7 separate regions of the Mus musculus genome follow, and regions 1, 2, 3, 4, 5 and 7 are each linked to region 6. A link is a contact called in public Hi-C, HiCAR-type and promoter capture Hi-C data. All regions are on one chromosome and are shown on one strand. The core of a region is the stretch at or near the end of the contact, and the rest is flanking DNA. Distances in the headings are between cores, read along the strand shown.

Region 1 (2,700 bases), core at 91-2,590, 2.7 Mb after region 6:
TTTTCCTTTGACAAACCCTCCTCTTCATAATGTAGAAATAAATGCCTCTTAACTCCTAATGAGGGACTCTGCACTAGTACAACATTTGCCCAAAATGATCTAAGATTGCTATTCTTTTATTTCTTGAATGCATTAGCTGTTCCAGTTGGGCAGCTCTTGAGTATATATAAGTAGTAGCTTTTTTATTATGGCTGTCAGTTTTTAATATTAAAATGGTTTCTATGAATTCTGCAATCAACAAATACAACTTCACAGTCCGCTTTAGTTTTCTAACTTGCCGAGATTGTGGAACCCACTTTTTCACTCCCTACAACGGCAGCCTTGGAGGGATCAATCAATAAATATGTACGTGCTTGTGTGTTTCGTGGCAACAGTCTGTAGTAACTCCAAGAGAAAGTCCGTTTTAGTTTTCCCCAGCACCTGGCGATTGGAACAACTGAAACTTGTTTTTAAGGCAGAGTTTCTCTAAACCTTTTATGCTACATAGGTACAACCGACAGGACTGTACCTAAAGCGGCTCGGGAGTCGGGGGTCATCTCATGGGCGATATTCCTACCTGGTCTTCTACTGACTTCCCACTCATACATTCTAAACCTCAACTACCGGGTTGGGATGGGGGGGTGGGGGGGGGGGGAGAAGGAGTCAAATCCTCAATAGGGATGGAGGCGGAGAACTGCGAGTTCACGTCTGACAGAGAGTAAATCCAGGCCCAGCAGTTTGTTTTTATCGTAAAGAAGGGCAGGCTCAAGACCAATGCGCTGTCCCTAGTGGTGCTAGTCAGAATACAGTACCGGAGCGCAGCGCTTAACCCTCAGGTTGTGCCGCAACCGATGCACTATCCCCTACCCCACCGTTCCAATACCCTTACCGTCGGACTCGGCACGAACCAGCAGCGACATCCCCTTGAGCTCCTCTACGTAAGTGGAGGAGACGTGCCCGGTGCCTCGGTCGTCCCATTGCCGGTCTTCGTTAAGGGTATAGACCTTCACTCGCCTCCGTGTATCCGACATGGTGGCTTCTGGCCCCACCGTTCCAGCCGCCACCTCCTCGCTCACCTCGCCGGTATCCCTCACTCTTGAGAGCCGGTAGTGGCGGCAGCGGCGGTGGTGGCAGCGACTCTGGAGAGGCCCGAGTTTACCATGGCTCTAAAGGTTTAGCCGCGAGAAGGGGTGACCAGAGCCACCGAGAGCCCTCCGCTCGTGGTCTCCGCTACCCCTCCCTTCACCGCGGCGCACAACCACTCTCCCTTCCTTTTGCGTCCCGGAGCTCGCTCGCTCTCCCGCTGCCGCCGCCCGCCGCGGTTACTACTACAGATCCGCCATCTTGTAACCCGACTCTCTGCCTTTCTCTTCCTCTTCCAGCAGGTTCGTACGGGCTGCCCTAGCAGGGGCTACGGCGGCCGACGAGCCCAACGCACAGTACCTTTACCTCCGAACACACTTCCGGAGAGTCAGACCTCGGCGATCTCGCGAGGAGTGCGCCGCCGAGGTGAGCCGGCCAAGGAGGGACTTCCTCCTCTTTCGGCCCCGCTTCCTGATTCGGGAATCTCAGTTGGGCGGGGAAGTCCCGCGAGCTTTTCTACCTGCGCCGGGAGGAAGCGTGTGTAGAAGGTTGCCTTGGCGATGGAGTTGCCGAGTTGTTCTTCGGGATTTGTAGGGCTGATGTTGGTCATGTGGCGGGTTGTCAACTCTGGACTTGCTCTCAGCAGAACAGAGCCAGGCTGAGAAGTCCGAATGCGTGCACAGGACTAGAGTGAAGCCAAGTGTAGGGACTCAGGCTGACAGCCCGAAAAGGACTGAGACGGGGTGAGGGTGTTCGAGTCATTCGTGAAGACGATGGGAGGTCGAGCCTTCACCCACTAAAATCCGTTATAGAATCTGCGAGGCTTCTGCCGGGAAGGTGTTCCATGGCCACGATGAGCAGTGGGCGATCTAATGTTCCACAAACGCGTTGACAGTTCCTATTTCCCGCCGAAGCGTTCTTCCGTTAGCCGGGTACCACGGACCATTAAAAGGTTCAGAGAGACCGGCGGCAGCGACGAGGCAAGCACAGGCGTACAGCCTCACAATCCTCGGGGAGCTCTCAGCTTCATGTGCCGCAAGAACGGTTTCCAGCGTGAAGTTAACGTCGCTCAGAGCGTGACGCTCGCCCGAAGGCATCCGCTCCCAGCGTAGTTCTGCCGCCTCTCCGTTCTCTTATATGGTCCCTCAACTCTTGGCTCTAACCTGAAAGGTGAACACGGGGCAGGTGCACATGTTGATCCCGCGGTGTATTTCGGGAGTTGTAGTCATCACCATGCTTGTCAAAGTGTGCTTATGATTTGACGAGGTTAGGCGGCAACTCATGTTTAAAAGGGTGTCTTATGTACATAGTCGCTTGATTGAAAAGGATTTCAAAATTTGAACTATCATTGCGATTCTTTAAATGTATGAGGGACCAAGAAAATTAGCCTGGTCTGCTGTCATTTGCCTGTAACGACTGCATATGGAAATTGCAGCCTATGGTATGTAACAGGATTCTGCCTATGATAAAAGGACGTGAATCACTATACATAAGTCCCTGATAATCTGTGACTGATATGGACAAAATGTACTTTGAACCAGGGAAAATATGACTTGTTTGGGGAAGGCCATAGAAAGCTTTCCAGAGTCAGTGTTTTAGCCCAATGTTAGAGGACACCCAAGGATTTGTCTAAGCATC
Region 2 (2,700 bases), core at 99-2,598, 2.6 Mb after region 6:
CCACTGTGGACCACTCTTACGGCTCTTATGATGGCTGTAGGCTGAGATGTTGTGATACCGCCATTTTGGACAGCTCCTGAGGAGCCATAGGCTGGGCAGCAAGGAGGGGCCTGGAGCCCCTTTGATGACTTTTGTGGCTCAGCAGCTTTTGTGGTCCTCAGAGACTTCAATGATGAGACAGGTGACAAGACAAATCCCCACAGAAATGACCTTTTCGTCCATAAGGAAATTCTTGGACAGAAGACAAGATTAACTAGCTAACATACTAATTGCTGACTTGAGAGCTGGGTCCTCTATCAACAGCTTTAGTATATATTGAAATAGTTCTCAACCTGTGGGCCACGGATCAGAAATCCTGCACACCAGATTTACAACAGTTGTAAAGTTACAATATGGAGTAGCAATGCAATAATTCTATGGTTGGGTGTCACCACAATACGAGAAACTGTATTAAAAGGCTGCAGCATTAGGAAGGTTGAGAACCACTGAAACGTTGAGATCTTCAGGGTCCTCTGCCTCTAATACCCCTTTAGTTCCTCCTGAGCTTTCCATGAACATTTGCTGTATGTAGCTCCTGCCCTCAACCAGACCTGGTACTGTGCTGTCGGCCCAACACACAGTCACCTCTGGTTCTCACTGAGTCCTCCACTTCCACTTTCATGAAACTGAAGTTGTAGAGTCTGCTCCTCCAGCTCCTCACCACTCTCATTATATAGCCTTGGTGGGCCTGGGACTCTCAGGTCTGTCTGCCTGTGGCTATCAGGAGTATTGGGATTAAAGGTGTAGGCCACCACATCTAGTTATAAGATTCTTGGGAGTCCTCTGGCTCTTAAGTAGGAAGAGAGCAACCTTGATACTTTCTAAATACTGTCTATGAAAGCCTAATTAAATGGAGATTAACTGATTTTATACTTGTCCTAATTTTAGTTGTTGTTAACTAAGCTTAGACCCATCCTTAGACAGCAAGCAAACGGCTTGCAGAATCAATCAGTAAACCTCACAGAGCATATTTCTCTCAATTTTGTTTTCAAGGGCCAGGGGGTCTGAAGACCGCTAGGGATGAGGTGGGAGGAGGTCCTCAGGGAAGCCACGCCTTCAGCACGCCATTTTGAGACGGGCCGCGCGCACACGGGAGCGCGAACGCCGTCTCTAAGCGCAGTAGCCAATGCCCGCGCGTCTGCTCTCAGCCTAGCAACTACGGGCCAATGAGTGGAGGGCTATCGTTTGCCCCGTTCTCTTCTAGCCAATAGGAAACGTTCCTAATCCAGCCCCCCCCCTCCAGGAGCTCAGGACTCAGGCCTCACTTCCGGGCTGCTGCGTACGTTGTCATAGCGACCATTTTACGTTAACTGGTTTGTGGTGTCTAACCTGGGGGCCCGGCGATTGCGGGGACCTTGCTGCCCGCATTCTCCGTCGCTTCCTGCGGCCGAAAGGCCAGACAGGGCTGGGGGAATCCGGCCTAGGCGTCCGCGTCGCCGGGTGCGAGCGGGATGGCTGCGGAAGAAGAGGACGAAGTGGAATGGGTGGTGGAGAGCATCGCTGGGTTCCTGCGGGGCCCGGATTGGTCTATCCCCATCTTGGACTTTGTGGAGCAGAAATGCGAAGGTAAGAACCAGACTGTGAACAAGCCAAATATTACTGTCTCTGCCTGCCGGGCCTAGGACAGTTTTGTAGAAGGAATTACGTACATCCCTTCCCGAGTGGCTCGTTTGTTTGCAGACGTGAAATTGCTCACCAAGACTTTTCACCCACTCTGCCCGAGCGCCTGTCCTGAAGACATTAGACTTTAATCCCATGTTCGGCCTGTCACTTCACCCCGTATCTTTCTACCCCGCGCAAGTGGACTGTTTGGGTAACCAGCATCTTCCTCAGTTATTTGGGGAAAACGTCGTTTTTCTTCGAGTTCCTTCTGACCCCTGAGATGTCGCCCTGTGGACTCAGCCTATGAAATGACAAATTCACTCTGGCCATTTTATCTGCAAAGGGGGGCATTCGATTACTCCGGCAGGACCAAAGCAGGCGATGGGGAGGAAGAGCTTTCTAACAAACGAGATATACAAATGTGGCATTCTTTTGAAGGACCAGCATCAGTGCTTTCTGATCGGTTCATATCACGCTCATATCCGAGTTCATAAGACGAATTGGACTCTGTTCATAGAGAAGCAATCACAAACGATGTCCTATCCAACCTTTATCTTGGTTTTTTTTTTTTTTTTTTTTTTGCCTAGGCAATACTTGGAGGGTAGCAATATATATCGTCTGAACTTGTGTCTTAGGTTAGGGGGACAGACTTTTTGTAAAGATCGGTGCAATAGAGCTGGGGTGAGTGAATACTGACTCACAGCTGCAGAGAACACATTTCAGTGAAGGGAATCTTTTATACACTTTTCTAGGATGAGGTGGCCTGCTTGAAAAGTTAATGGGTTCCCAGGCATTTGAAGTATCTGCATACACTCGACAGTGACTGTACTGCAATGCAGCTTGTTTGAGATTCAGCTAACAGAGGGTTCTTATCCTGAATTGTCTTGCAAGACTTCTCTCAAACCCAAAATTCTATGAATCTAGTAAAGAAAGAATGTTGTTTGATCACTGAACCTTTTATTTTATTCTAACTGTTAAAGTTCAAACACGAGTTAAGTGTTTTGGTAGGCAGCTTTTATGAAGGATCAGAAAGCAAAGCAATTGACTTGTGTTCCTGTA
Region 3 (2,700 bases), core at 148-2,647, 2.5 Mb after region 6:
TGAATTTTTCACTTCTGAAACATATTAGTTCACCACTTTCCATTTTTGAACCACTTATTCTTATACTAAAAAGGTTAATAAATATCTTTCCACATATATAACTTCAGTTAAGTCTTTTCCCTGTGGTAGACAAGATTTCTCTATCTCCGTCATTTTACCAAATGACCAAAGATGACACAATGTAGTTTGAATTTCAGCAGTCAAGACAATAAATGACAAAACAGAATTGGCAAAGTCACGGATAAAGTTTACCAATTTTAACAGGTATAACTATTTGGTTGTGATAAATGGGGCAGGCACATAAGAATACCGCTCCTTCCAAGATCCAATTAAACTACCTGATTTTTTTTTTTCTGGCCAAAGAACCAAATTAAGTCGTGAAATCTAAGTTCAAAGTATGTAATGTTTCAAAGAATATAAGTTACCAAGAAAGAAGAAGACACTTACATTTGGAGCATGACCTGGTTCAAGAATACCCCATCCACTAAAGCCACATACTCATCCAGGTTAGTCCCATTTCCTGCAGCCAGAGGTCCAAACGTTTTAACCTAGAACAGAAGGATTATCACGACGTGAACGCCCACCTCCATCTCTGCAGCCACAAATAACACGGCCAAATATACCATAAAGGACATCTTCCTTACCCAAGTGACCAAGGGGCTGGTCATGAACTGCTCCAGAAGGGGAGTGAAGATTTCGTTCTCCATTTTACAGATTATATATTCAGGAGGGGGCGGGGGGAGGAAGTACCACAAATACGCCCAGGGAATTGGTCAGTAAATGTAGAAGACGGAATCAATGAAAGTTCATTCCGGCAGGAGAGGAAAATCCCATCGAAGAAGGGGAAGAGCTGTCCCTCCTTAGCCCCCCCGGGGAAACGAGCCCGAATCCCGCGCTGAGCCGCAGCCGATGCTGGCAGTCTGCACCCGGTGAGGAGGGGCAGAAAAAAGGCATCTGGAGGAGGAGGACGCGGAGAGCGGCCGGGGCACGAGACAAAAAGCCCGTCAAGGTTGCCCCGCTCCCGGGGGGAGCCGGCCAGCGCAGCGGCCGCCAAGAACTCAAGCCCAACGTGGGGGCCGAGGGGGCCGGGCTGGACCTGGGCGAGCGGTTCTGGGCGTTCCGGCCGCCAGTGGGCACGGGCGCCGAGAGCTGGGAGCGTCTGCCCGCAACCTCACAGCCTCAGGCGCGGCTCGCCCCTCTCCAGGCGCTCAGCATCCCTCCGCGGCCTCGCGCTCGCTTCAGCGCCCTGGCCTTGGCCGGGGTCCGGAGCACCGAGGCGTGTCCCTGACCGTCCGGCTGCAGGAGCCCCGCCAGCCTCCGTGTGCCTCAGCGACGCCCGGACGCTCCGCTGCCGCGCTCCAGCCTCCTCCGCCGCCCTCTGGAGGAGCTAGGGTAACGGCCTCGGAACCGCAGTGCCGCAGCACACCCGCCGCCGGCCTGGCGGGCGAGCGCGCCACTCCCTCCGCGCCAGTATCCTTCCGCCGACTCCCCGCCCTCCCGCGCCTCTACCTCTGGATTGTGGGAGAAGAAAACCGCTGCAAGAGCGCGCTCCCGCGTGAGCGCGCCCCCGGCCGGCCCGCCGCCGCCCAGATTCTGGCGGAGCGTGGACGCGCGGACGATGCAGCTGCGGCGGGGGCCCGCGTCGAGTCCGCGCCCCGGACGGATGCCAGGGTGTAGGGGGCGAGACTGAGGAACCGGGCAAGACTGAGGAACCGGGTCTGTCTGCTTGCTCGCTCATGTCTAATTATGGTTTCTTTCCTCCTGGAGCGCCTTCTTTCATGTGTGAAGGAAAAGGAACGAAACCCATCTTTTTTTTAAACACGAGGGGTGCAGACATCCTCTTTCGGACACTTTGATTTGCTCTGTTAAACATGCTTTCTCGCCCCCTAAAAGGCCTAGGAAAGCTGCAGCAAGAAGCAAAAGCACATCTTGGGGGGATGGAGGTTGTTTTTGTTTTCCCGTCTTTTCATATATATATGAAATATTTATAGATATAATATATATTTATATAATTTATATATTATATATATATGAAATATTTATAAGAGTCGAGAATAACCAAAGCTGCCTTTCAACATGGGATTTCCTGACTGGAGTTTCCATGATGCAGGCATTATTTTTTGACTTCTTGGTCACTGGGAAAAAAAATCCAAATTGAGAGCCACAAGAGAAAATATTTAGAAATCATCCAAGTTGTGTGACAAACATTTGTTAAAAATCATTTATCTTATGTACTAGAGGGCCCATCAAAATATGACAGTTCCACAGCAAATTAAATGTTATTCTTCCTCATACCCATAGCATGTCCAGGATAAGATGGAATAGAAAACATCTTTTTCCAAACACAATATGGTATTGTGATATTACAATGCATTTTATGTTTGCACAGTGCTTACAAGTACCTATCCTCTTTGACTACTCATATGTTTAATGATATCTATTTTTGTATGTTTTATTTTTCATTGATTGTATGAATTTTTGCCTTGGATGTATGTTTCTTCCCCACTTATGTGCCTGGTTCCTGTGGAGGTCAGAAGAGGGCACTAGGTTCCCTGGAACAGAGGTTAGAGGCAGCCATGAGCCACTGGATGCCAGGAATCAAACCCTGGTCCTCTGCACCAGCAACCAGAGCTCATAACCACTGAGTCATCTCTCCATCTCTCATAATTTAAGGTAACAGTAAACATGTTTTATCATATA
Region 4 (2,700 bases), core at 171-2,670, 2.3 Mb after region 6:
GACAGGAGGATCACGTTATATTGAGTGTGTGTGTGGGTCTTCTTAATCAGTCTACCTTTTATTTTTAAATTTTTATTGCACTTCGTTAGTTCGGGGGTAGGGAGCGCTGTGAAAGTCTGAGGGCAACTTGCTAGAGTTGGTTTTCTCCACCAATTGAATCTCAAGGTTGATCAGATCTAGAGCAGATGTAAATTTTCTTTACTGATGGAGCCATCTGGAAGCCCCATCTTATTTTAAGAAATATGTATGTCATGTGTGGGTGTAGGGTCGTCGGCCCCCATCTCTCATTGAACCTGCTGGCCAATGAGGTCCAGGGAGTCTCCTGTCTCTGCTGGCCTACCATGTCACAGACTCCACCAAGCACACCAACCTTTTTAAAAAGTGGGTGCTTGAGTTCCAACCCAGGGTTCTGCATATCGAATATTAGCTACTGTGTCATCTCCTAGCCCTACATTTTTACTTTTCAAAATGTGTAATTTGGAGGCAGCAGAGCTAGTATATTAAAATGAGGAAAGAGCAAACAGAGATTATTAGGGAGTTACGGATCCTCGTTGTAAGAAAACGGAGCACGCCTACGCTTACGGATAGGGTGAAAAGACATTGAGAGGGTGCATTAGAAAGGGCACTGGGTTTGTGAGGTGGAGAAGGGACTGAGAGAAGGCACCAGCTTTTAACAGCTTCAAGTTTCCCCGAGGGCACATGCTCCTATTTTCTCCAGGATGGACACGCTCCACATTTAAACTTATAGTCGAAAACTAAACATTCTGCAGATTTTCTTATCGTATGTTTTTTAAAACGTGAAAAGATGAAAATTCCAATACATTTAACCGTTTCATACTAGGGAGGCGCGTGACGCTCAAAAGCTTCTTCCGATCGGATGAAGGGTAGCGGAAGGGACTACCGGGAGGGGCAGAAACCTGCACTTAGAAAGACTTCGACTATACCTTAGATGTGGCTAGCTCACTACGGTGTGACAGACACCTTCAGCCCCCAAATGCCTTTCTAGCCCTTAAGCCTTCCCTCCGGGGCATTTCCAGAGAGTCCCCACCCACGCGCAAATCATAGTGCCTCATCCCCTGAGTCCTCACCTGACTCTCTCCTAACCCTCACTCCACAGCTTAGACAGTGTAATCAGGTATCCGGGAAGTGTGGAAATGCATCCTGGGACAAGTAGTTCTAACAAGAAGAAAGCAGTGTAAAACTACAATTCCCAGATAGACTTGTTTTACCTCTCTCTTATGTTTCACAAGCCCCCTTTAAAGGAAAGCCTCTCTTAATCGCATCGGCTGTATAAGAAAGCCTTTTGAGGCATTTTTTTTAGTTGAGCACATCATTTCGAGGCCATTCTGAGGTAAACCGAGAAAAGAGCGTAAAGAAACCGAGCGAACGAGCAAATCTGGCACTGCGTTAGACAGCCGCGATTCCGCTGCAGCGCGCAGGCACGTGTGTGGCCGCCTAAGGGGCGGGTCCTTCGGCCAGGAGACCCCGTCGGCCACGCTCGGATCTTCCTTTCCGATCCGCCATCGTGGGTGAGTGTATGCTCTGTGGCCGCGCTCTGGCTAGTGGCGCTACGCGTCGCTCTCACGGGTGTCGTCGGATCTAATCCGTCTCTTTTCGAATGCAGGTGGAGCCGCCGCCACGATGCAGATCTTTGTGAAGACCCTTACGGGGAAAACCATCACGCTCGAGGTACGGGCCACCTTGCCGTTGAGGAAGCCAAGGCCTGACTGAGGCCCTTAGTGTTTGAGGGCGGGTTTCTGAGTTTTGAGTTGTGAAACTTGGCTTTGAGCTGAGATTATGGTGCTTAGCAAAAACAACGTTTGGTTTTCGGTGTGGTACGGTTTAGCCTGCTTTATCCCGAGTGGCGAAATGTAGGGTAGGTGATGGGAGACGCTTTTCTCCGGGCAGACGCGTTCCTGTGCTTCCCCCGCCGTCGCTCGCCCTGGTATGGGGACTAATTTGGATTGTAGCACTCTGGGTAGTTTGCACGCGGTGTCATCTTAATTGATTACCTTTAGCTCACCTCCTCCTTGCTCGTTTTGTATAAAGCTAGCAGTTAATGACTTACTATGTAACCGTATATTAACTACATATATCAAAACTTGGCAGGTTGAACCCTCGGACACTATAGAAAATGTAAAGGCCAAGATCCAGGATAAGGAAGGCAAGTAAAGTTTGTCACTAGAAAAATGACTGGCTTGTGTGACCTAGACACGTTTGTTCTTAAGGTAGAAAACAGATTAATAAATTTAGATGCTTTTGAAAGTAAAATATTCCTGACATTAGTGTCAGGCTATCTGATTAACTGGAAACTCTGCAGGACAAATCTTTTAAAAGTTAATCTAGAACTGTTTACTGAGTCACAAAGACGATAAAATGCTCAGGCTGGGCAATGGCCCAGTCCACACTTTAATCTCAACACTAAGGAGGTAGAGGCAGCCTGGTTACAGAGAAAGTTCCAGGGCTTTTACTCTTGGAAAAAGTTGCATCTAAGTCTGTGACCACTGTTAGCAATCATTTGATTCACAACAATGGGGAATGTACCTTGTTCTATTAAGCCCAGTATTTTTTCCTCTAATAGGAATTCCTCCTGATCAGCAGAGGCTGATCTTTGCTGGTAAGCAGCTGGAAGATGGCCGGACTTTGTCTGACTACAACATTCAAAAGGTTTGTTTGAGGGAAAACATGCAGAAAAAGGGA
Region 5 (2,700 bases), core at 128-2,627, 2.7 Mb after region 6:
CAAATCTTTGAACTATGCAGCATCTTTAATATGCACAGAAATATATAGAAATACACAAATATTATTAGTGTACAAAGTATAATGTGCAATCAGAGAGTTGGTATTAGTTAGCAATTGATGGTGGAATAAAAGCATGTTTGTCAACAACCAGATTATATCAAAGGAAATTTGAACGACCTGACAAATTGCGATATCAGAACTGAAACAGTATGTTATTCAATGAATTCTAATAATGCAGAAAGTCAGAAAGATTTTGGGGGGTAGGGAGTACATGTAATTTTGATTGTTCCAAGAAAGCTATTAAGTTTATGGTGTTTACATGTAATTTTGATTGTTCCAAGAAAGCTATTAAGTTTATGGTGTTTTGTTGTTGTTGTTTACTTTGTCTCATAACAATTTACTTTTCAATATTATATTGTATAAAATACCTCCAAATACATAGTGGACCCATAGCATAGCTAGCCTCTGGGGTTTGGAAGTAGGCATTTGGGAATAAATGGAAGAGTTCTGAAGTTTCTATATGCCAAACCATGTGAGTGAATGCCTACCTAAATACTCTATGAACATAAACAAGAAGATTGATAGAATGAACAAGCAGAACACAGTGATGGGAAGAGTAATCGGATGCCAAGGGAGGACACGGGGCAGCGGCCTGCCACAAAAAGTAGAGCTTTAGGGAAAAGCTTTAAAAAAACCTATTATTTAAAATATCCACATATACACCCCCGCCGTGTGTCTTGTTAACTGAGAAATTTGCCTTTTTGACCTTTTGTTGGATGGTAACTGTACTTTCACTACAGGTTTAACAGGACTATGTGCATCTTATAACTGGCATTCATCTCCGGCTCACACCGGCCATCAGTGGACCTGGGGCACGGAACGATAACGCATTACCTAGGGTTTCCTACTTCAGAGCTCGAGGTCTCGGAAAATAGAGAAAGGATGTCTGGGGCACAGGCAATAGGACTCAGGAAGTTCACCGCAGGGCTAGGAGGAAGATGAAGAGGCAAAAGGCAGCGGCCAGCTTGGGAAAGGGAGACAGACTTTAAATCCGGAAAAAGGAAATCTCGACCTTAGGTTTGGAGTAGAGAACTTAAGAGACTTAGGCTGCTTGATTCCTACCCTGGGGGGGATTTGACTTCTGGGGCTGAATGGACAAGACAGACGCCGCGTGAAAACCGCGAACTCACACCGTTTCTCACCTGTGTCCCAGGTCTACAGTCACCGCTCTGGATCCGGTGCTGCTCCACAACGCTCGCATCTGCAAATAGCTGAGTGCCCGATTCCGCCCGGGCCGGCCGAGGGGGCCGCAGCCCAGCGGTCGGAGGCACGGGCACAAGCAGCACAGCCTGCAGGCCGCCATGACACCCAGAGCGTGGAAGGCCTGGGCAGCGCCTCATTGGCCAGCACTCCTGTGGGCGGAGTCGGACGCAGTTTCGTTTCCGTGGAGCCTGCAAACTGCCGGGAAAGCAATCCTTGCAGGCTTTCTGTAATTGCCAGAGTCAAACCACCAGAATGCGTTTCTTTCAGTCAGCTTTTATTCCCCCACCCTTATCGGTGAAAAATAAGTACTACCTTAAAAAAAATGTATAGATTTAAAGAAAGCCCTTTAATACTTCCCGCGCCGTGTGTGTGTGTGTGTGTGTGTGTGTGTGTGTGTGTGTGTGTGCGCGCGCGCGCTAGTGTTATCACGGTTTGAAAGAAAGTCTTAGAACAATGTGTTTAATAAATGTAACAGTAAATAAATACTGAACAACTCACGATTATTTGGTTCTTACCTAAAGATCTAGGTTTGTGTCTATGGAAGGCCACCTGTAATTCCAACGTTCAGAGGCTGAGAATGAATCCATGAATCATCCTGGCTTGTTAGACTTGCCTGAGGGCTCCAGGTTCAGCAAGGGACCCTACCTCAAAAAATAAGTAGAGCGCTATCAAGCAAGACACCGTACTTTAACCTCTGGCTTCCACACATTCTTAACGTACACACACACACACACACACACACACACATATATATATATATATATATATATATACACACACGCGCACGCGCACACAGGCACACACGCCCAGTCACCTGCACACACTGGTGTATCCACACACATGCAAACTCGCACACACTTAGACACAAACATAACAAAGCAAAGCAAAACAAAACAAAACAAAAAACAAGAAAAAACTTTTTTTTTTGAGAACCCCTTGAATAATTTACCATTCATTCAGTTGTAAGTTTTGGAGAGGTATATTAAAATGGGAAGGAGTCTATGTTTCCTAATGTCACTCTAAAATAATTAGAATAGTAGTAATTTTGAGTCATAAATCAAAAGGAAATAAAAGCATTGATGTTATTCGACGCGTTCTCACGACCGGCCAGGAAGAACACCACAGACCAGAATCTTCTGCGGCAAAGCTTTATTCTTACATCTTCAGGAAAAGAGAGCAAGAAGCAAGAGAGAGAGAAAACGAAAACCCCGTCCCTCTTAAGGAGCATTCTCCTTCGCCTCGGACGTGTCACTCCTTGATTGGCTGCAGCCCATCGGCCGAGTTGACGTCACGGGGAAGGCAGAGCACAAGTAGTCATAAGATACCCTTGGCACATGCGCAGATTATTTGTTTACCACTTAGAACACAGGATGTCAGCGCCATCTTGTAACGGCGAATGTGGGGGCGGCTCCCAACATCTCCCCCTTTTTCTTTTAA
Region 6 (2,700 bases), core at 129-2,628:
CACTAGCACTCCAAACCCGTAATCCCCCATTTATTATTTTTAGGATCAGAATCTCACAATAAAAAAAAGACAACCTAATGTCTCACGTCTTTCCTCCCCTGTATCTCAAATATGTTTGCTTGAAGTATCTTATTTATAGCTAACTCAAAGATCACAGCTTATCACCCTACGTATCTCTGATTTGGAATTCTGGTCTCTCTGAATGGAAAAGAACCTAAAAAAAAAAACCTCTTAAAATATTGATATGAATCCAATTGGGCTTATTTCAAGGAAGGAATAAAAAAGGAAAAAGGTAAAAATCAAGTCTTTGGTTAGTAAAATAGGCGCTTTCTTTTTCCAAAGGAAAATGTTCATGAATGACAAAAACACAGCTTCTCAAGCATCTATGGATATAGAAGAATAAGCATTGTGCGGAGTAAAAATATATATATATAAAATTTAACAATCACATATGGTCTTCCTCAGCAGTTTAGATTCACATAAAAATTAGAATAGGATTAAGGGGTGAATACGTTCTTTTCTTGGCAGCTTGGTTAAAAAAATCAGGAATAATTTAAGAACATTATATATTATATATTTATATATAGATAGATTATATTAGGTTATCTGGGGCGGGAGGTGAATTTCTGGTTGCCAAAGAGGAAATCAGCCTTGACTAAAGGAAAGATGATTGCAGGGAGATTTCTGCTGTTCCTGGTCCTGTTTCTGTTCTTTTGTAGGGTGCAGTGTGGGCCTCTGGGGCTGTTCCTTGGGCTCCGGGTGCAGATCTTGCTGCGTTTGCTGTTCTTGGGCTCCCCTCGGCCTCCTTTCCCCCATGAAAGGGGTTGGAAACACCCGTTTCTCCCTCTGGGGGGTGTCGCGATCAGGAGGGATTAGCGAGACTGGACAAGGGCAAGCTGGCGGCCCGGGGGTGCGGGGAGCAAGGGGGCGACCTGGAAGGTCCTGCGGTTTCTGCCTCTTCCCCTCTCTGCGGCTCCGGGATTTTTTTCCCTCATGGGACCCAGGGGCGGTTTGTTCAGTTCTCTCAGTTCGATTCTCCGCCGGGGGGAGGGGGAAGGGGGATGGACAAAAAGGAAAACCCCGCTACCGTAGTTACTCTACAGGAGAAAAGCCTCCCCCCTCGGCTCGCGCTCTCTTTTCCCCTAGACTGATTGGAAACTATAATTTAGAAGGCTTTTGTTTCTCCTCACGGTTGCTGGGCCGCCGCCGCCGCCGCTTTTCCCCGGTCCCGCAGTCCCAGCTGTCGTCGTTGCGGACTCCGTCTGGCTCTTCTTTTTCTTCCTTCTTCCTCCTCGTCTTCCTCTGCTGTCGCCGCTGCCGCCGCCGCCGCCGCCGCCACTGCCTCCGGTGCCCAGGTCCCGCAGCCGCGGCTGAGTCCTTCTCCTCAGGACCGAGCCGAGTGAAATGACAACCAGCTGGAAAGACCGAGAGACACTTCCGGTTCGATGAGGGAGGGGCGGGGTGCTGCGGAGGCCACGCCTAGCAGCCGGAAGACCAATCCGACACCACAATCCCGACTAGGCCACGCCTCCCAGCCTCAGAGCTCCACCCAGGAAGGTCTCTGGTCATCTCAGAGCCGCCTCTTCCGCCTGCGCCTCGCCCAGCGGGGCCGGCGTCGGCCTCGGGTCTGCGCACCCAGTGCAAGCGGTGCACCGCCATCTTTTTTATGGGCAAAGATTCCTTTGCGATTTATGTTCCCAAAGCAGGCTTCTTAGGAAGTCCGTAGAGAGACGCTCGGAAGAGAATGGACATCTTGCACACTGAAACACTGAGCTAAAGTGTTGGGGGTCGAAGTGGCAACCCATGAAACCTAGAATAAACGAGAGGCCTGCCCTGAGTAAAGGTGGGTGCCCCGGGCATCACGTGCTCTGGCCCGAGCTCCGCCCCCGAGGGATGGAAGGAGAGGCGGGTTTTCCCGGCATCTGTGCTGTGCCTAGAACTGCATAGTCCTTATCCTGAACGCACGTCTCCGGAGGGATTCCCTTCAGTCTCCATTCCTCCACCCGAACCACCTACTCTCCCATCCTCCCTTTGAGATGCAGATGCTGTAGGCGTCCATGGCTGAGCCACCAACTATTAGCTTTCTACTCCACCTTCCAAGCAGAACGGAGGGATTTTTCTAAAAACGAAATTCCAGTCACGGTCCTGTTGTGCTCATACCTTTTTAAAAATGGCAGTCCGTTACCTGGAGAATAAAGACCAAACTCCGTATTGTCCTGTGGGCAGTATTCTCTGTGCCTTTTTCCACGCCTTTGTCGTCTCCTCTTGGCAAACTCTCATTTCGTTTTAGGAGTAAGTCTCCAACCTACCTACTCTGCCTTCGGAATCTCTTTTTACAGGCATACATGACCCTCGATACCGCTCATGCTTTTATATGGCATTATATTACATTGGTGGCTTATGTCTCTAAATCAGTGCTTAAAACAGTAGTTCTCAACAACTGGGTTGTGATGCCTTCAGGGAGGTGTCCAATGACCCTTTCACAGGGATTGCCTAAGACCCTCAGAAAACACAGATGTTCACATTACAATTCATAACAGTAGCAAAATTACAGTTATGAAGTAGCAACAAAAGTAATTTTATGGTGGGGAGGGGTCACCACAGCACGAGTAACTGTATGAAAGGGTCGCAGCATTAGGAAGGTTGAGAGCCACTGCTCGAAAGATTTGACATTGAAGATTGGAAGCACCAGAGAGGAAT
Region 7 (2,700 bases), core at 12-2,511, 2.4 Mb after region 6:
TTTGAAATCCTGAGTTCAGAGTGAAACTGTAAACACAACTCTGACTTACTCTTTTGTAGTTTCTTCCAATACTGAGTAAATCATAGGCTGGAACAAATCCCTGTTTTCCAGTCTGCCCTCCTTCTTCTACTGCACAGGCAGAGAAAGCTCCTGGCTAATGTGGTGTGTTTATGGTAACTCACCCAAGAGTGTCTGCTTAGGGGCTCAGTTTTTGACCATGTATGGACACTATCCCAGCTCCTAGCTAGCACGGCATCATTCCTTGCCAAAACTCTGTGAAACCCTCTTAAGACCAGATGAGTGACTTCACTGACTTCCACATGTGAGATTGATGAGCCCGCCCAAAAGCTGCCTCCTAGTAAACCTGCCTTTATCTACATGTAATATGTTCTAATCTGGCTCTATTTGTGTCACCGAGGGAGAGAAAAAGCATACCATCTGTGTCTTAAGAGGGGTTCTTTTTCAGATCTTCACTCCCAAATAAATACAATTAATTTATATTAAACATCTCTGAGTGTATCAGTGTTTCATGTTGCATGTGAGCCTTAATTTCAAAGTTTAAGTGAAATACTAATGTGGAATTTGAACCTTATTCAAAGTAAGTGGTCCCACCATGGTTGCAAATTCCAGGCCATAAGTATCATAACGACCACTGTAATTCGTCGCAGTACTGTTTTCTTCCTTTCTTTTCTTTTTTCTTTTTTTTCGAGACAGGGTTTCTCTGTATAGCCCTTGCTGTCCTGGAACTCACTCTGTAGACCAGGCTGGCCTCGAACTCAGAAATCCGCCTGCCTCTGCCTCCCAAGTGCTGGGTTAAAGGAGTGCGCCACCACACCCGCAGTACCGTTTTCTAATATCATAATATGCGGGAGTGATGGCTGGTCTTCCAGAGGACCGAGTTCGGTTCCTAGCACCTACATGACTCACCATCACTCCAGTTCTAGTAAATTGAACACCTTCTTTCAGCCTCCTCAGGCACTGCTCACACGTGGTGCACAACCATGCAAGCCGGTAACTAACGCCCATAACACATAAAATTTAAAAGAACGGAAAGACGGAAGTCACAAGCTACAGTTGTTGAGGCATGAAGCCACATTGCCGCGGCCGAGCAATGGAACCCGGAGCTTTCCGACCCCGGCACTGGAGGCTCAGGTGGTTGGGGGTGTGGCTAAGCGCTCTCGGCGGCCCAAAGATGGGTCAGGCCACAGAGCCATGCCAGGGCGGAGCAAGCAGCCATCACCACGCCCCCGAAGCCGTGGCACTTCCGGTAAGCCTGCCCACGTAGAGGGGAAAATGGCAGGCTCGGAGCTGCGGGCTGAGTTAGAACAGAGGCTCGGCGCCCTCGCCATTCGCACGGAGGTCGTGGAGCATCCCGAGGTGAGACTGCGGCCCCAGGAAGGCAGAGGGTCTTCGGGCGAGTGTTTATTGGGTCCAAGCAGAGGCTTATAAGTTTATTTAAAACTGCGGCAACCGTGAGGAAACTTGTCCTGGGATGACTGACGTGACTTAAAAGCCGGTTGGATAGCTGATACGTTATGTAGATAACTAAGGAACAAGGCACTACATAAGTGGCAACCCTATAGAATCGCCTAGGCTGTATCTGGTACCAAAGGCACAGCAGGCCATTGAGGTGGCTTGGTTTTTTACTTCTTTGGACAGTCGTTACCACTGCAGCACGGCAAGGATCATTTCCCAAATAATTACAAAAAGTATATAACCCCTGAGTCTGGAGAATTGTTTTCGCGGTTAAGAGCACGTACTTCTCTTGCAGATGACACGAATTTATTTCAGCACTCACACTGAGAGCTGTTTAAAACTACAGTTCCTCTTTTGGCCCGCTCCCGCTTGTGCCACAAACAAAAGTACGTACCTTAATTTTAACATGACCTACACTGGAGATGTACAATTTTTGTGGAAACTATTATGAGGGTTGGTAAGGCTTGCACGACACATTTTATGATAGAAAACACCTGTCTTAATATTTACTATTTCCCATTTTTACAAAGGTCACATTCTGTGTACATTCCCAGCCTCCAAATACTTTAAGGCCCTGGAGTACTGGTACTTGTAACATTAAAAAAATGTTCTTTATGTACTAACCTGGGGTCTTATGTTCTTCATCGATGCCCTTGTAGTGAATGTCTGGGACTCTGGAGATAAATATTAAGGACTGTCATCAAATTTTACGCCAAAGTTCAAAAGTTATAAGCGTCTCAGGCACCTGATGGCTTTGTTAGCCACTGGGATAGAAAACTGGCCCAACAAAAACTGAGGTCTTGAGGTCTGCAACTGTGATGATTAAGGCTCCCCCTGAACCCCAACCAGGATTTTGCTGCACTCTTGAATTCTTGATCTCGGCCTCAGCTCTAAGTACCAGTACTCCAGGTACCAGGCCTTTAAAGTATTTGGAGGCTGAGGTTTTTAGTTCAGAGATATTGTGCCTGCCTAGCAAGCATAGCACTCTGGGTCCTATCCTCAGCACCAAAAGGCCCAACCCCTATCAAAACATTTATAACGAATACCAGTTAAATTCAGAGCATCCACCATGAAAAATATGTACAACCGTGGATATGTATGTGTGCAATTTACAGTGTTTTTTCTTTTGCATATTTTGCAGGTGTTTACAATTGAAGAAATGATGCCTCATATTCAACATCTGAAAGGAGCACATAGTAAGAACTTATTTCTTAAAGACAAAAA

The links. Promoter capture Hi-C pulls out the DNA fragments that hold promoters and counts their contacts. A called contact is a pair of places that touch in the nucleus more often than the background predicts. HiCAR-type assays count read pairs that join an accessible place to other places. Capture Hi-C pulls out chosen DNA fragments and counts their contacts.
Region 1: a promoter capture Hi-C map of neutrophils shows a contact between it and region 6, with 4 times the contacts expected there. The contact joins the promoter of Ppp4r3b here to the promoter of Cpeb4 in region 6. A contact is called at or near these places in 5 of 39 promoter capture datasets (3T3-L1-derived adipocytes, liver, neutrophils and 1 more), 1 of 115 datasets of contacts at active chromatin or transcription factors (astrocytes) and 2 of 9 other capture datasets (adipose tissue and liver).
Region 2: a promoter capture Hi-C map of pre-B cells shows a contact between it and region 6. The contact joins the promoter of Cfap36 here to the promoter of Cpeb4 in region 6. A contact is called at or near these places in 3 of 39 promoter capture datasets (the C10 cell line, liver and pre-B cells).
Region 3: a HiCAR-type map of astrocytes shows a contact between it and region 6, with 4 times the contacts expected there. The contact joins the promoter of Ccdc88a here to the promoter of Cpeb4 in region 6. A contact is called at or near these places in 1 of 39 promoter capture datasets (pre-B cells) and 1 of 115 datasets of contacts at active chromatin or transcription factors (astrocytes).
Region 4: a promoter capture Hi-C map of liver shows a contact between it and region 6, with 6 times the contacts expected there. The contact joins the promoter of Clhc1 here to the promoter of Cpeb4 in region 6. A contact is called at or near these places in 2 of 39 promoter capture datasets (cranial neural crest and pre-B cells), 1 of 484 Hi-C or Micro-C datasets (pre-B cells), 1 of 115 datasets of contacts at active chromatin or transcription factors (astrocytes) and 1 of 9 other capture datasets (liver).
Region 5: a contact with region 6 is called in a promoter capture Hi-C map of liver, with 5 times the contacts expected there. The contact joins the promoter of Pnpt1 here to the promoter of Cpeb4 in region 6. A contact is called at or near these places in 2 of 39 promoter capture datasets (the C10 cell line and pre-B cells) and 2 of 9 other capture datasets (adipose tissue and liver).
Region 7: a Hi-C map of B cells shows a contact between it and region 6, with 5 read pairs. The contact joins the promoter of Prorsd1 here to the promoter of Cpeb4 in region 6. A contact is called at or near these places in 1 of 39 promoter capture datasets (pre-B cells), 1 of 484 Hi-C or Micro-C datasets (B cells) and 1 of 9 other capture datasets (liver).

Annotation. Positions count from the first base shown.
Region 1 is chr11:29,171,616-29,174,315 of GRCm38.p6, reverse strand. It overlaps Ppp4r3b (protein phosphatase 4 regulatory subunit 3B), which reads right to left and starts at 1,340. Exons shown (of 16, transcript NM_134034.3): 1 at 869-1,340. The coding sequence starts at 1,010.
Region 2 is chr11:29,245,920-29,248,619 of GRCm38.p6, reverse strand. Cfap36 (cilia and flagella associated protein 36) reads left to right here and starts at 1,348. Exons shown (of 10, transcript NM_025740.3): 1 at 1,348-1,605. The coding sequence starts at 1,491.
Region 3 is chr11:29,372,355-29,375,054 of GRCm38.p6, reverse strand. Ccdc88a (coiled coil domain containing 88A) reads right to left here and starts at 1,397. Exons shown (of 31, transcript NM_001363368.1): 1 at 645-1,397; 2 at 448-548. The coding sequence starts at 707.
Region 4 is chr11:29,546,670-29,549,369 of GRCm38.p6, reverse strand. Clhc1 (clathrin heavy chain linker domain containing 1) reads right to left here and starts at 1,420. Exons shown (of 12, transcript NM_028504.1): 1 at 1,230-1,420. It overlaps Rps27a (ribosomal protein S27A), which reads left to right and starts at 1,330. Exons shown (of 6, transcript NM_024277.2): 1 at 1,330-1,529; 2 at 1,625-1,689; 3 at 2,110-2,164; 4 at 2,582-2,667. The coding sequence starts at 1,642.
Region 5 is chr11:29,129,421-29,132,120 of GRCm38.p6, reverse strand. Pnpt1 (polyribonucleotide nucleotidyltransferase 1) reads right to left here and starts at 1,377. Exons shown (of 28, transcript NM_027869.2): 1 at 1,203-1,377. The coding sequence starts at 1,363.
Region 6 is chr11:31,869,618-31,872,317 of GRCm38.p6, reverse strand. Cpeb4 (cytoplasmic polyadenylation element binding protein 4) reads right to left here and starts at 1,378. Exons shown (of 10, transcript NM_026252.4): 1 at 1-1,378. The coding sequence starts at 30.
Region 7 is chr11:29,513,594-29,516,293 of GRCm38.p6, reverse strand. Prorsd1 (prolyl-tRNA synthetase domain containing 1) reads left to right here and starts at 1,261. Exons shown (of 2, transcript NM_026465.3): 1 at 1,261-1,377; 2 at 2,618-2,700. The coding sequence starts at 1,294.